3 separate regions of the Sus scrofa genome follow, and all the other regions are linked to region 3. A link is a contact called in public Hi-C and promoter capture Hi-C data. All regions are on one chromosome and are shown on one strand. Each heading gives the region's core, a stretch centred on a gene start, on an enhancer-like site or on the middle of the called end of the contact. The rest is flanking DNA. Distances are from core to core; before and after follow the strand shown. Region 1 holds the start of HMGN3 (high mobility group nucleosomal binding domain 3). Region 2 overlaps HMGN3 (high mobility group nucleosomal binding domain 3). Region 3 holds the start of PHIP (PH-interacting protein).

What was found. Promoter capture Hi-C pulls out the DNA fragments that hold promoters and counts their contacts. A called contact is a pair of places that touch in the nucleus more often than the background predicts.
Region 1: a contact with region 3 is called in a Hi-C map of skeletal muscle, with 5 times the contacts expected there. The contact joins the promoter of HMGN3 here to the promoter of PHIP in region 3. A contact is called at or near these places in 4 of 5 promoter capture datasets (fetal liver, fetal skeletal muscle and liver), 17 of 47 Hi-C or Micro-C datasets (alveolar macrophages, brain, embryonic fibroblasts and 10 more) and 2 of 2 datasets of contacts at active chromatin or transcription factors (alveolar macrophages and skeletal muscle).
Region 2: a promoter capture Hi-C map of liver shows a contact between it and region 3, with 4 times the contacts expected there. The contact joins the enhancer-like site here to the promoter of PHIP in region 3. A contact is called at or near these places in 3 of 5 promoter capture datasets (fetal skeletal muscle and liver), 5 of 47 Hi-C or Micro-C datasets (epiblast stem cells, fibroblasts, liver and 1 more) and 2 of 2 datasets of contacts at active chromatin or transcription factors (alveolar macrophages and skeletal muscle).

What each region holds. Positions count from the first base shown.
Region 1 is chr1:86,952,897-86,955,944 of Sscrofa11.1, reverse strand. It overlaps HMGN3 (high mobility group nucleosomal binding domain 3), which reads right to left and starts at 1,477. Exons shown (of 6, transcript NM_001244502.1): 1 at 1,275-1,477. The coding sequence starts at 1,289. It overlaps LOC110260719 (a long non-coding RNA gene), which reads left to right. Exons shown (of 3, transcript XR_002344068.1): 1 at 1-410.
Region 2 is chr1:86,972,768-86,975,527 of Sscrofa11.1, reverse strand. HMGN3 (high mobility group nucleosomal binding domain 3) reads right to left here. Exons shown (of 6, transcript NM_001244502.1): 2 at 1,455-1,505. Among named protein-coding and RNA genes, the nearest start is that of HMGN3, 20 kb to the right of the region's middle. Within about 2 kb of position 1,402, at least 16 of the 83 cell types and tissues checked have an H3K27ac peak or open chromatin away from gene starts, as enhancers often do. A contact at or near this core is called in alveolar macrophages and liver, where this site is marked.
Region 3 is chr1:87,115,392-87,118,315 of Sscrofa11.1, reverse strand. PHIP (PH-interacting protein) reads right to left here and starts at 1,432. Exons shown (of 40, transcript XM_021092177.1): 1 at 1,053-1,432; 2 at 882-940; 3 at 725-754; 4 at 480-539. The coding sequence starts at 1,092.

The sequences.
Region 1 (3,048 bases), core at 228-2,727, 160 kb after region 3:
ACAATATGAGGCGCAGAGTGTGTCCACAAACTCTAAGATCTAAAAACTTTTAAAGATTATTTTTTTTAAATGGAGGACACAAGCCTCCACCACATTCTTAGCAAAGACAGGTTAAAAAGGCAAAAGCGTCTGCACTGCTAAACTTCAATATTTTAATATTCACTTAACACAAATCATTCCACCATCTTTAATCGATAAAGCAGAATATTATTTGCCATTTTGCTTCAAATGTAGTATCTTCACTGGTGAACACGAGGGCAGGCAGTGAGAGGGTGCAAAAGCATTTTCTTAGAAACAGCTGCCAAACCGCGGTTTTTCCTCAGGGTGGGGAAAAGCCTTCCTTCCCTTCCCTCCCTGGGACAATGACAAGTGGCGGCCGGACTCCGAGGGAAACGTGCCTCCCAGTGCGAGTAAGTTGGTGGCCTGGGCCTGCGCGGAAGGGGACATACTAGTCCGCGAGGAGTAACCCTGATACCCTGTACGCTCCAAGGGGCGCGGGGGCACGCGGACCCCGCCTCCCTGACCTGAGCGTGGGTTTGGGTGACCGGATGGGACCCAGCGGCCCCTGCCCTTTGCTGCCCCCGGCGACGTCCGGTCCTGCGTGTGGCCACCTAGGCCGCTCCCGCCGCCAACTGCGGGCAAGTCCGGGCCGCCTGGGGCCCCGCCTGCGTTGTCCCCGGCCCGGAGTGACACCGGAGTTGGTACATACGGGTCTGCAGCGGAGGCGAACAGGGAGTGAGCGCTATTTTAAACATGGCTTTCCCTCTACCGGGGCCTCAGAACCATTGCCGCGCACCCAGCGTGGGCCCGGCCCCCAGGGGAGTAACCCCCACATCTCCCCCTACTTATTTCCTTCCTTCTCGATCTCCCTCCGCGTGTACTTGGTTCACCCCTCTTGCGGCTGTTCCTCCACGCTAACCACAAGCTGGCAGTTTGCAAAGAGGAAACTCCCCTCCGGGAAAGGGGGGGGGGGGGATGAAAAGCGCTTTGGCTTCTTGCTCGAGGTTGAAACCATTCCGTCCAGAATGAGTTTTAAAAGAGGGGAGGCTGCTTCGCTGGAGAGAAAGTAACATTCCCAGATCGATGAGGGCGGAGGGAGGGCCAGAGGGAGGGAGCAATGTTTGCAACAGGCATCTGAAAACAAGCGTGAAGAAGCAGAGATTCACAATCCCCAAGTTAACTACCGAGTGCATTCCGCACAATCCATCGCAATGACAAGGTTTGCTGTTAGCACAATTTGAAGGCCTTCGAAATCTTTTTTTGGTAAGACTTACCTTTCTTTTCGGCATAATGACTGTGTTCGTGCAGCTAAAAAGTAAAGCGACGGGCTGGTACTGCTGGCACGGCCGCTGGATGCTGCCGCCGCCGCCGCAGCTGCTCACGCGCAGGGCACCGCGTAGCCCGGCCTCCCGAACCCAAACCTCCGCGGCTCCCACCGGGGGCCCTCTACTCGCTCGCCTCCCCGCTCCTCCAATGAGAAGCCCCGGCAGCCGGCCGCGAGGCCTCATTGGCTGCGACAACGTTCTAAATTCCACGAGGGCACGCCCACCTCCGCGCGCACAGTACGCGCAGTTGTAGTTTCCACTTCACCGACAAATCTGCCTGGCGACTGAGCATGCTCAGTTCAACTAGTAACCCCCCAAGCCGCAAGATCCTGGAGTTTCATTGTTTGGCTGCTCCCTATTTGGATTGTATCAGTAGGAAGTGGGGGCTTTCATAAGGAGGAAAAAGAGGACACATTAACTTTATAAGGTAATTGTATTCATAGCAGGCACTTGCTATATTTCCTGTATAGCCTTGTAATGAATGGTATATGATGGAGAGCGGGAAGAGTTTGGCAGTCGACTCCTAAGTGTCTCCGTTTCCCCTTCCAGTTATCTACTGACAATAATCCCCCCAAATCTTTAGGAATAATTTCCTGAAATTGATTACAAATCACTCGCTAATTCAGCCACCTTTAAACTAGGCTTGAAGATGAATAGAGTATGTTTGTTATGGAAATTTGAAGAAGGCTGAACAAGGCCAGAACGGATTATTTTGTATTTGAAATATATTTAAATATACATGATTAAATGTTCCTCGAAGTTCTGCAAGGTATCAAACAGCCCCTGTAAACACTTCTGAATTTATTTTATGAAGTAATTCTTTACCTGAAAGACTTCAAGGAAAGAGAGCTACAAATCAGTATCCTACATAAAAATCAGCACAACAGTCTTGAACAAAATTTTAGTAAATCTAATAACTATAAATGAAATGTAAACTTAAAACATTGTGAATGACCTGGAACTTACATAATATTGTACATCAACTATACTTCAGTGAAAAAGTTTTTTTTAGTAAATCAATCCAACAACATTTAAAAGGATAAGACATCGCAATCAGTGAAGTTTATGCAGAGAATGAAAAATTGGTTTAACATCTTAAAACCAATGAATGTAACTCTTCGTATTACAGAATAAAGGAAAAAATAACAATACCATCATTTCGACAGATACAGGAACAGCAATAGTGAACTGTTCAGCAGACTGCGGTAACTACATGCAATAAAATACTATTCAGCTTAATAAAAAGGAACAAAATATTCTTACATGGATGAATGTCAAAATGTTATGTGAATGAAGTCAAATACAAAAGACCATGCTGAATAATTTCATTCATATGAAGTCATTTTAAAAAAGCAAATCTAGGCACGGTTAGTTTCATAATCGTATTAGAAGGCAAAAGTTACGTTATAGGAAAACCTAATGAAAACTTAAAATATGGCCCAATCCACTTTGGTCACGCAGAGGCTGCAAATATAAAACAACATCATCAAGTAATTAATTTTAATGTCCGATGTTTTTCTTTAGTAATTTTCAGAATAATGAATTGATATCCTAGAAGACTCCAGAAGTGGTCAATACTTTCTTTCTTGTCATATTTTTAGGAACTCATGTATTTTTTTATATATATTTGGCATGCTTCGATCCATTGCCGTTATTACATTTTTGATACTCGTATCACCCCAATATGAAAGACTCTTTTCAAATTAGTGTCTATGTACTTTTG
Region 2 (2,760 bases), core at 153-2,652, 140 kb after region 3:
TTGGTTTTCTGACTGACAGATCAATTTAAATAGCAGTCCCTAAGGAGAAACCCAAATGCATTCTGTGCCCAAATCTACAAACACTAAGGTGCAATATACTTAGCCAACTGTCCTACAAATTGTTTCTGCCATTTTTCAAGAAAATTCAAGCATCTGAATTTTGGTTTGATAACACTGTTCAGTTAGTTCTAGACATTTAATGACTTGACTCTGGACCACCAACTTTATCTCCCTACCTCTGTTAGACACTGAGCACTGGGCAAATGGGTGTTGGGGATTTGGCTATAGGCAGTTCTGTTTGTTCTGCTTTTCAATTATCTCTCTATAGATTCTGCTAAAGATTTTCCTCTCAGCAGAATGAACTTCCTTGTACAAATCTTGTGTAGGGGTTTTGGTCTCATGACAGCCTCTGAATTATTAACACAATATGAATCACCCAATCTGAGAATCTGTAACTAGATACTGTTTTTGCCTCTCTCATGACCCCTTTTAGTTTCTTAGTTCAAGGGTTAAGAGCAGCAGTGTCCACATACTGTAAAGCTCTGTGCAAAAGTGAACAGCTGGCATTGCAGTTACCATCTCATTTGCTTTTTAGCTTGTCCTTTAGAAGTCTGTGATATTACCACGAGGTCAAATCCAAGTTCCTGGCTTTTCAGTTTTCTGTATTTTCATACCGAACTTCTTAGAAGTATTGTCTAATTACCCCAAGATTTAAGCATTTTCCTGATTAAAATAAAATTTTTAATACTGACATTTTATTCATCCTTCTGTAGTTTTTGACTTTAGAGATGATTCTGTTTAGGCAAATTTTCAGAACCCCCAATATAGTTTCTGGTTCATTCACTGGGAGCCAAGAATTTCTTAAATCAACAGTCTTTCATTTCCTTGCTGTGAAAGGTGGACTTTGTTCTCCTTGATGAATTTACCTATTATCTCACTCTTTGCCCAGAAAGAATTCTCAGTACCTGCTTTAACAGACAGCAGCACCAACAGGTAGAAACATAAACCACAGAGTAAGTGGAAAATGCTTCATGGGTGCCCTTAGCTGAAACCCACCCAGGCTAAGTGAGGCTACACAGCCTCACTTTTATCTCTGGTTTACATGGTTTCCGAAATCTTGTTTACTTTTTATTTTCTTTTCTTTCTTTTTTGGCTGCCCTGCAACATATAAGGAAGTTCCCAGGCTAGGGAATGAATCTGAACCACAGCTGCAACCAAGCCACTGTGGAAACCTGTGCCACAGCTGTGGCAACACCAGATCCTTGAATTCACTGTGCAGGGTCTGGGAAAAAACCTTTGTCCCAGCGCTTCGGCGACTCCCAGATCCCACTGTGCCACAGCAGGAACTCCTCCACAGTCTTGTTTAGAATAGTGCTCATTCAGATGCAGACAATCATGACAATATTAAAACCTCCAGTTAATGATTAAATACAGGACATCAAAGATACACTTACCTCCTGTTTAGTTACTTTGGAACCATCCTTTCCCTCTGTATTCTCCGGAGACTAGAAAGAAAATATTTTGGTGAATTATATTTAAATTGGAAAACATGTATTAAAGGACCACATAAGCCAACAATACTCTGCAGGGAAAGGTAATTTTCTAAGAGGATATGTTTTAAATACACACACACACACACACACACACACAGAGCATTTATCTGCATAACTGCTCTAATTTTAAACCAGGAGTGTTGCAAGAACTGATCTGAGCCCCTGTTCTCAATGTACATTAGAGTGCTAATCAACGTTCACTGATTGCACCACCAGGCAAAGAACAGGGACCCAGCGGTCAGCAGCAGGGGTGCCTAGGATCCAACATGTGTTTCAGGCACTTTGTGTCTTTAAAGCGAGAGCTGCATGCTGGGAAAGCCCAAACCAAGTGCAGAAGCACATTTTCATCCCCTACTAGCTTAGCTTTGATTTCTGGCCTATTTTTTGATACGACCTGACAACTTGATGATGAATTCCTCTTTTTCCATGATCCACCCAGTGTCTCTCCCACACTCTCAGCCTTGACTGGACAGCCAAGCACCCTGCCTAATCCCCTTCCTGATTTTGATCATTCCTTGGGCCAGCACCTGCTCACTCTCCTGACAGCTTCCACCTGACTCCTTTCTAGGCTGCAGCCAATAGGGAAAATACACTTCGATCTATGAGATCCATCAATTACTCCAATCTATTTTGACTGGCTAAAGACAATAAATAAGATTCAAACAATGAAACGAATTAGTAAATTAACACAAGATAGGAAGAGAGTTTCCGGGGCAAAAAAAAAAATACAAATAGCAAAACAACATTTGGCACGTTTGGCTTAAGAAAAGAAAACAGGTGTAGGTAATGTCTCATCTGATGAAATGAGAAAAACATTTAAAAGCTCCTAAAACCCACTGTTTGCTGGGGCTGGTGACAATATAAATTAATATAACGTTTTCAAAGAACAACCTGGCAATATGAAAAAGGCACATAGGACTGACCATATAGTGACCCAGTAATTCCAATTTGGGGACCAAGACTAAAAGAAAGAAACCACATAAAAACAGTTTTGTGTACTGTTTCTAATATGAAATAACTGGAAACAACTCACAGGACCAGTAAATATCAGAGAAATATTTGAGGAAATGAATGAACTACTAATGCAATGGGATCAAAAGTAGTTACGCTATGTGAATACACGGGAAATCCACATAAAATAATGGTAAATTTTTCTTTTTTGGCCGCACCCACAGCATGTGGAAATTCCTGGGCCAGGGATCAAATT
Region 3 (2,924 bases), core at 183-2,682:
TGTGAAATGCTAATGCCACTTCGGAGCAGTTAGTCACCAGCCATTGTGTGGGGCAGGAGAAAGCCGAGCCGCCCGCGCGAGCAGAGCGAGCAGGCGTGCAAAGCGCGCCCTCCCCGCTCGCGCCGCTCGCGCCGCTCGCGCCGCCGCCGCCGCCGCGCGCGCCCCCGCGCCCGCACGGCCGCGCGCGCCGGCCCCTCCTCCTCCGGCCTTGCACTGCACAACGCTCATGACGTATCTTTATTTCTAGCACATTAACAAAATATCACAAATAAATTGTCGGCAGCCCCTGCGGCCCCGGGGTGCGGGTCCCCCCGGCCACTGCCCCCCGCGGCCCCCGCGCCTGCCTCCCAACCCTCCCCTGGCCTTGGGAGCTTGCAGGTTCCGAGGCCAAGTTTTTGTCTCCGTAAAAAATTGCGGGAAATTCAATTTTTATTCGACTCGGGGAAAAGTTTCTTTGCTCCGCGACGCGAATGTCTCACCAGATTCTGGTAGGTCCTGGGATGCTCCTTCCCGGTCCAGTCGGTGCGCCGGGGCAGCAGCTGCGGGGAGAGGGCACCCCGTGAGCCCGGCCCCCGGCCCCGGCCCGCCCGCGCCCCTCCCCCGCCTGCCCCCCGCCCCGCCGGGGACCCCGAGCCCCGCGCCCCGCGCCCCGGCGGCGGCGGCGGCGCAGCGGCCCGCTGGCGGCCGCGCAGCGGCGGGACGCGCGGGCCGCCGCCGCCCTTACCTCCTTCTCGGCCACCTCGCGGATCAGCACCTGCAACAACAAAGCGGGGAGAGCTGAGCCCCGCGCCCCGGGCCCGGCCCCGCCGCCGCCGCCGCCGCCCTCCCCCACGCCCGCGAGCGGCGAGCGCCCGCCCGGCCCGCCCCGCGCGCCGCCGTACCTGAGCCGCCTGCTGACAGGGTCCATCTTCCAGGAACCGGGCGATGAGGAAGTAGAGCTCTGCGCGGGAGAGAGGGACCGGAGACACAGGCTGAGCGGCCGGGCGGCGGGGGGCGGGGGCCCGCGGGCGGAATCGCCCGGTGCCAGCGGCCCCGGCAGCCCCCCGACTTACCCGATCGCAGCTCCGAGAGGCCTTTCCTCTCACAAGACATGTTTATGGGTCACTTCGGGGCCGCCGGCGGGACACCCCGCCGCCGAGGGGAAGCGGGGATGGTGCCGCCGCCTGCCCTATAGCTGTCACTGTGTGTTCACGAGCCGAGCCTGGGCTCCACCATTCAAGCTACGGCGGCGGAGGCGGAGGAGGAGGAGGAGGAAACAACAACTCTCAGGCAGCGGCTCCAGCCGCCGCCGCCTCCGCCGCGGATCCCTCCGCCGCAGAAAAGAGTCCGCCGCCTTCGCGGCCCCGGGCTCAGCCCGGTCCTGCCCGCGCCCCCGCCCCCCGGCGCTGAAAAAAAGGAGTGCCTCCGACCCCGCGCCCACGGCGCCCCGCACCCGGCGCGGCGAGCCCCCCGCCCGCTGCTTCCCGGCCGGAGGTGCTATTTATTTATTTATTTCCAGTCGAAGATGTCGGAGCCGAAGCCGCCGGTTGGCTGCAAGGCGCTTTCTCTGTGGAGGCCGATCGCGGGAGGGAGGGGGGTCGGCGACGGCTCTGCGGAGGGATCTGACGCACACGGCGCCGCAGCACAGGCTCTATTCAGTGGCGCTGGCTGAGGCTGAGATGGAAGTTAGTTTCTATGTAGCAGAAATAGGAAACAAATGAAGCAAAACTGCCCAGAGAGGGGAAATGCCCCGAGGATGGGTCTCACTCTCACGCGCGCGCACAGACACACACGCATAGAGCACTCTCACGCTGGGCAAACTCGGGATCGCGCCACCCTGCCCGAGTTGAATGATAGTGTTTGGTTTCTGTCTCTTGGCCATGTGCATGTGTATAAATGCTGCGGATTGGCATCTGTGTAAGTCTTGTCCTGTTATTTCTGCAGCCTAGGCAAAGTGTTGTGTAATTTAACGGAGAGCTGTATATTGCAGGAGAGGTTCAGGGGCTTTTTGTTGAGCCCTTGCGTTTCCAAGCCCGTTATTTGCTGAAGCCACCTCTGCATATATCTTTTATTACTGCCATTGCCTTAACCGTACATTTTTTAAATGTGTGGGGTTTTTTATTGTTATATTGGCAAAGCGAACTCGTAGTCTGTACTTCAGATACTCTTTTTTTTTTCCCCTTCGTTACAAAAAGGCTAGTAATGGCTAATTAGGGATTTGGGATTAAAGAACCTTAAAGCTTTCTTAAGTGTTTACGAGAAGGAATAGTGTAAACCTGAGAGAAAGGAAAGAACGCTAATATTTGTCTCTAACTGATCGGGAGGGAATATAGTGACAGATCAATAACCTACCGAAGGATAATGAGAGAGTATACTACACTTTAGCCAAAGTGATTAGTGATTAAATAATTTAAATTATCTGTGTATCTGTGTATACTTCGTCATGCTAATTAATGGCTTCTAATTTGAGGTGTAAACCATTCCTGTTTACAGTTAATCACGGGAAGACTTCTTGAAAACTGACAAAAAGAGAAAAAAATTAATCTTTTGTAAATGAGTATGTAATTACCGGTTTTATATGCTAAATCATACATCTGTGTTTTGCTGATGAGGATAAGGGCCTTGTTTTTTTAAAAACGAATATGGGTGAAATTAATGGAAACAATGGAAAAAGCCATTTGTTAGAAAACAAGGACACCAAGTGATATTTATCTCCAGATGATTTAAGCACTTTTCAAGAAGACTTGAGAGTTGATTTTTTTTTTAAGGACTGCGTTTTAAAGGGAATTAGGATTGTCGTTCTTTTGTTAACATTTAACAAAAGATTCTCCTTAAAAATTTTAAATAACAAACTGCATTTTATGGATCTGGTCTAAAAAGGTAATTTGTGGGGACAGGACCGACAAGCTGCATTGTGGTTTTCTAGATTGCTTCCTCAACCCTTG